Linked DNA regions of Bombyx mori: region 2 is linked to region 1. Evidence: chromatin contacts called from public Hi-C data. All regions are on one chromosome and are shown on one strand. The core of a region is the stretch at or near the end of the contact, and the rest is flanking DNA. Distances in the headings are between cores, read along the strand shown. Region 1 holds the start of LOC101738882 (long-chain-fatty-acid--CoA ligase 4). Region 2 overlaps LOC101738882 (long-chain-fatty-acid--CoA ligase 4).

Region 1 (2,835 bases), core at 23-2,522:
AATCACAAAAATTATTATATTTTATTTAAAGGTGATAAGAAAATGCAATCGATGTCTCTACGTTTTACCACAGCAATAATTTTAGGTTATATTGACGAAATTAGTTTGGACTACGTAACGTACGTTGGTCTTGTATATTACACTGTCACTAACTACTCTAGTCATTAAAAATAATGAATTTCCTAACTCAGCATACTTCAATCAGTTAACAACTGCTCAATTCATATCACAGAACACTATTACTTCTAGCGAAGATTCATATCACCTTCATACCCTGTGCCTATGGTGAATTTTTGAACTGTTATTTAGTGCTGAAAGTGGGACACTTTTTCAAGCTTCTCCCATATGAGACGGTTCTCCTTACCTCTATCCTCCATAGTTTTACCTAATTGATAAAACTAAAAAACTATTTAGATTCAATTAAAACATTTCAATTTATTTTTAGTGTCTGAACGAGGTGTTTGATAAACAGCGCCATCTAGGATTGAATTTGTGAGCTTTTAGTGAGTTCCAATATTTTATGAATAATCTGCGGTACGAAGGTTCATCTAAAAAAACGTTGTCTTGTGGATATACGGGACGATTTACGATTTAGTTCAAACATAACTAATAATTATATTAGTGGTTTCTTACAAAGAATTGAACAGCAATCCGTTTACGTTTCTCGATACAAGCGAGAGATGTCGCTGATAAATTCAATTTCAAACAACAATGCCAAAGTTCGTTAAAAATTGATAGTGCACAATACTCGTAATTACATTATTGCTCGGAAATACTGACAGTGAGTGTACATTTCGCACATTAATTTAATTAAGAGGACTCTATAAAATCTAAGCCCTTTTAACTAAAACTATGATTCTGGACGATTTTCATTCATAATTTTAAGTTATTGATCAAAGCGGTTGCGAATTATAGCGTATGCTATAGCTATAGGTGTACATGTCTATGACGTAGCGATCACGCCACCTTTTCCATGCCAGTTTCTAGACCCTGATTGGTTGATATCATGCCTTTCTCCGCCCACAAACAAAAATACGCCACATTCAACACGTTTAGAGATGAGCCACAAGAGTGACACAAAATAAATCGAACTCTATGAGATCGGAATCCTGAAAGTTAAATATGAGTTTTAAATATTACAGAAATATAATCAGCAACTTTAATAAAAGATATAAAAATAAACTGTAAGGTTTGTACATAAAAATAATCACTTTTATTTATCAAAACTTACAATGATGGACTGAAATTCTCAAATCGATATTTCGTTGAAACAGCTGTCAAGTTACCTGCATTTTGAGAACTCTAGTCGTGTCCGGGCCGGGTAGTGTGTATGACGTTGGTGATTTTTTGTATTTAAATAAGATTATTTAATATTTCGTGTTACATTTACAAGTGTTAATTTATTTTGAAGAACCGCTGGCATCGAACGTAAGTATTTTTTCCTTTATACTAAACATTTTTTTAAGGTAAATAAACGTGTTCATCCAAAAGTCAATAACCTAGAACTACGAATTTGACGAAGTTTCTACCCTACAAAAATTGATTGGAATTTAAAAAAAAACACCACTGCATCTAAATGTTTACGTTAAAACATCTTATATATGTTTCACGCGTTTTTTAAATTGTTAACGAATTATTACTTCACATTCCTGTTAAAATTATATCAAATTGATTACTGCTCACTGCGTTCGTTTAATTAAAAACGATTTCTACTTTCGTATCGTACCACATGTTAAACCTGTTTTAGGTAAATTCATTTATATTTTTTAATTAAATTTTCCGTAAATTATTGCTTAAAATAATAAAGATACGTTGACCTACATAATATCTATCTAATAATATCGATAAATAAAATCTACAATTATACATTAAAAGAATTGAATATTATTCTATGAAACTTGAACATTTAGTTTTAAATATTTTTCATTGTTAGGCTGCTGAGTTTTTTGCTTATCTTGTCTAAATGATTATCAAAGCCTATAGGTACCAGAACGAGAATGCCTCCATCATGCTTTCTCACCCACAATGAGTTTAAAGATTCAATTGCGAAATTTAAATTTAATTGTGAAAGCATAAAAGCTTTGCAACAGAAGTGGGATTTTCAAATTCCATTTAATAAACCAATTAGTATTCCTTAAAATTTCCTCTGACATTAAAAGTAAAGTGATGGAAAAACTATAATAGCAAAGAAATCAAAAACAAAAGCAAAAATATCTCATTTATTTTAGACAGAATGTGTATTCATTAATAAGATGAAAAAAAAAAATTAAAAAATTAAACGATTTTGCACAAAATGCACCACTTCTTTAACCAACTCTGCTGTTGTAAAGATAGGCTTAGTAGTAGTATAGTAAGTGAGATTTTAACTGTGTCTCAACAAATAAAACTTAAATTTAAGTATACTCTCAGACAGTCATAAATAGTTTTCTGATACAATATCAATTTCAAGCAATTTCATTAGTTTCTTTCTCCTTTCTCCTTATGGCTTTCTTCTGTAACAAATGTTCATTTATTACAAATAATTTCAAGAATATTACAAATAAGTAGCAAATTATATTCTACAGTACAACAGGGAATTGTCTGTAAATCATGTTCCAAAATCTTACTTATTTTTCACATTATGATATGTATGTATATCTTAACAATATACAATTTATATATTTAAATATATGATTTTAGTAGAAACACACGATTTATTATTGGAAGAATGAAGACCTGCATTGCAGAGCACTGGCCAAAGATAGTTCAGTATACAACATGTCCCAAAATTGAACACTGGGCCTGCTTATAACTACTGGAAAAAAAAAGAAAAATATATCTCAAACTTTTTAAAAA
Region 2 (2,816 bases), core at 215-2,714, 38 kb after region 1:
CCAGTAGTTTCGGAGCCTATTCGAAACAAACAAACAAACAAATCTTTCCTCTTTATAATATTAGTATAGATTAGTATAGATAAACCTCATGGGAACATTTCTGAAGTAGCCTAGATAATAAAAAAAACAGCTGCTAAATAATGGTATTGTATAGTGGATTCGATCTACATAATTATGTCAAGTTTCCTTCGACAACTATTTTGTTATTACACGTGAATCCTCTAAACAATTTTAGTACATTTTCTCGTTCTCTTTCAGTAATTATACAAAAACAAAAAGTGCACAAAAAAATTATGACAATGTTAGTATTATGTTAATTGTTAATTTTCTATTATCTAAATTACCAATCGTTGTCTCAAGTAACTTAATTAATAAAAATCACACAATGGAGTATAATAATCATTTATTTTATTGCTATGGACAGAAGATTGAATCGCGACTTGATCTTCATTCGTGACTATCGCTCTCATGAATATGAACCGCAGAGATTCATCTAGCGATAAGGCCGTTCGTAAACGTTTCAATCATGTTTGTTTTATATTATTCTCTTTGTTTTAAGTACAGCTGACAATATAATGTCTTTGTTCGGATTTTAAGTAGGTTGTCTTTGTTTAGGCTAGACGTAGTGACGTCTTTACGTGTCTTTTTTTATCCGCTTTGTTTAAAAATACATGCTCGCCGACAAATATTACTGTTGGCGGGTACCAATTTTTCTTACCGTACCGTACTTAACAGTTGTTCACGATCGTCTTCCACGGTGAAGGAATAACATCGTGTAATAAAAATCAAACCTGCAAAATTATAATTTGCGTAATTACTGGTGGTAGGTAGGACCTCTTGTGAGTCCGCATAGGTAGGTATCACCACCCTGCCTATTTCTGCCGGGAAGCAGTAACGCGTTTCGGTTCGAAGGATGGGGCAGCCGTTGTAACTACGCTGAGACCTTAGAACTCATCTGAAGGTGGGTGACGGCATTTACGTTGTAGATGTCTATGGGCTCCGGTAACCACTTAACACCAGGTGGCTGTGAGCTCGTTCACCCATCCAAGCAATACAAAAAAACTTAGATTTTTATGTTGTCGACTGTTATAAAAATCGATTACAAGATGAAACCGCATGTTTTGTCTCACTTACTGCCTTTCCAGTTTCACCAGGACAGGTGGGCGAGCAGAGGCTCCGCCAGGAGGGATGGGGCTTACTAATAGCTGCTTGAGCACCTCCAAAGGAGACATAACAACTCAAGAGCAGCTGCTTCGCGAATGAATCTATTATCGGCATCGCGACCCGCTGAGATCTAGCGAGAAACTCAGCGGGCTGATGCTTGAGTTAGGGTTATGGGAACCATAGACCGACATACATACCGTTTACAATAATGTTCATGACACGAATGTTTGCTTGATGTAGGAATCGAACCCACGACCCTTGCCGCAACAGTCAGAGCCGCTACTACTGCGCCACCGAGTCTGTGTCAAGAGTAATTGTCGACGGTATTATGCCAACAAGTGAAGAGGGCGGTTTCATAGTGTACAATAATTGTAAACATTACTGTTATAATTTGCTAGTGGGATTGCTCTTTATTTGTTACATTAAATAAAAATGTAGTGTGTATGTTACGACCGGTTCAGCACATCAGCCGAATTAATATCTTTGTTTGCTAAATGTGCATTTACACGGGCAACTGTTGGATCCGCGCCAGACAGGCGTCTTTAACATCGTTCTCAATGTCATCGCGGATAATTCAGGATATTTCTTTTTGATGAAATTGGAGATGAAGATAAGGTTTTTATTAAAGTAGGCTCTTACAGAGGCTCTGAACTGGTCGGGATTATATCGTCGATTAGTACTGCGGTATCGCCACGGAACTCAGCACTGTCCCTATTAAAAACTTACAAAACATTTTGAATGTCGTTATTTTTTGTTGTTTTAAACCAGACTATCACGAAATTATCTCCCTCGATACCGAAAGAAAGCCAGGACAGACGAAATTATGATTCACCGGTATTCAATGTGTCGATTGATGCGTGTGATTATCATATGAGTCATTCATTTTCCAGGACGATAACAATTTTGAGTAATTTTGCAGTGTTAGTAATTCTGGCAGGTTGAGCTCATTCGCGCCTAATTGGAATGGCCCCTTAAGTTATCAACGATTAAGTAGGTAGGGAAAAAACAGCAATTTTGACAGCAAAATCAATTAGTAGAATCAATACTCAAGTCGTCTTATCAATACTTCTCAAGGTCAGTTTACATATTTCCGTTTTCGTCCGTTAATCTTATTTCATTGATTAATGTTTCGAAAATGAATTATCAATGTATATGGATTAACAAAACCACAGTTACACACACATTAAGCAAACAGTAAGCAATCGCGGAATGACAGACAGACATTTTGTTTTTGGGTGAATTTTGTGTTTGTGTGTGTTTATGTGATTCCTAACTCGGCATCAAACTGCAAGTGACAATACTTAATGGTTTTTAATAATCTCTGGAATTAGGCAAGCAATTGGATACATTCATAGAGATTCAAATATACCAGTAACATCTCTTTCCTATAGCTGGTCGTATTGCGTTTTGTGCGCCCGCGCTGGTAGGTGCCGCCATTCGGACTATTTCTGCCGCGAAACAGTAATGCGTTCCCGTTTGAAGGGGGATCAGCCGTTATACTATAGAACAGATAACTAGAACTCGTCTCTCAAGGTCAGTTACGGTATTAATGTAGTTGAGGTAGATGGACTCCGGTAATCACTTAGCACTACGTGGGCCGTGAGCTCGCTTACTCGGCTGGGCAATAAAAAAAACTGCTCCGAACTGGTGTG

The links. Hi-C and Micro-C count contacts between places; a contact is called where the count stands out from the background.
Region 2: a Hi-C map of midgut shows a contact between it and region 1, with 1.8 times the contacts expected there. The contact joins the enhancer-like site here to the promoter of LOC101738882 in region 1. A contact is called at or near these places in 6 of 7 Hi-C or Micro-C datasets (middle silk gland, midgut, posterior silk gland and 1 more).

Annotation. Positions count from the first base shown.
Region 1 is chr4:18,020,101-18,022,935 of ASM3026992v2, forward strand. It overlaps LOC101738882 (long-chain-fatty-acid--CoA ligase 4), which reads left to right and starts at 1,273. Exons shown (of 13, transcript XM_012690095.4): 1 at 1,273-1,428.
Region 2 is chr4:18,058,012-18,060,827 of ASM3026992v2, forward strand. The region is part of intron 2 of LOC101738882 (long-chain-fatty-acid--CoA ligase 4); the gene reads left to right. Among protein-coding and RNA genes, the nearest start is that of LOC101739121, 29 kb to the right of the region's middle. Within about 2 kb of position 1,465, at least 1 of the 8 cell types and tissues checked has open chromatin away from gene starts, as enhancers often do.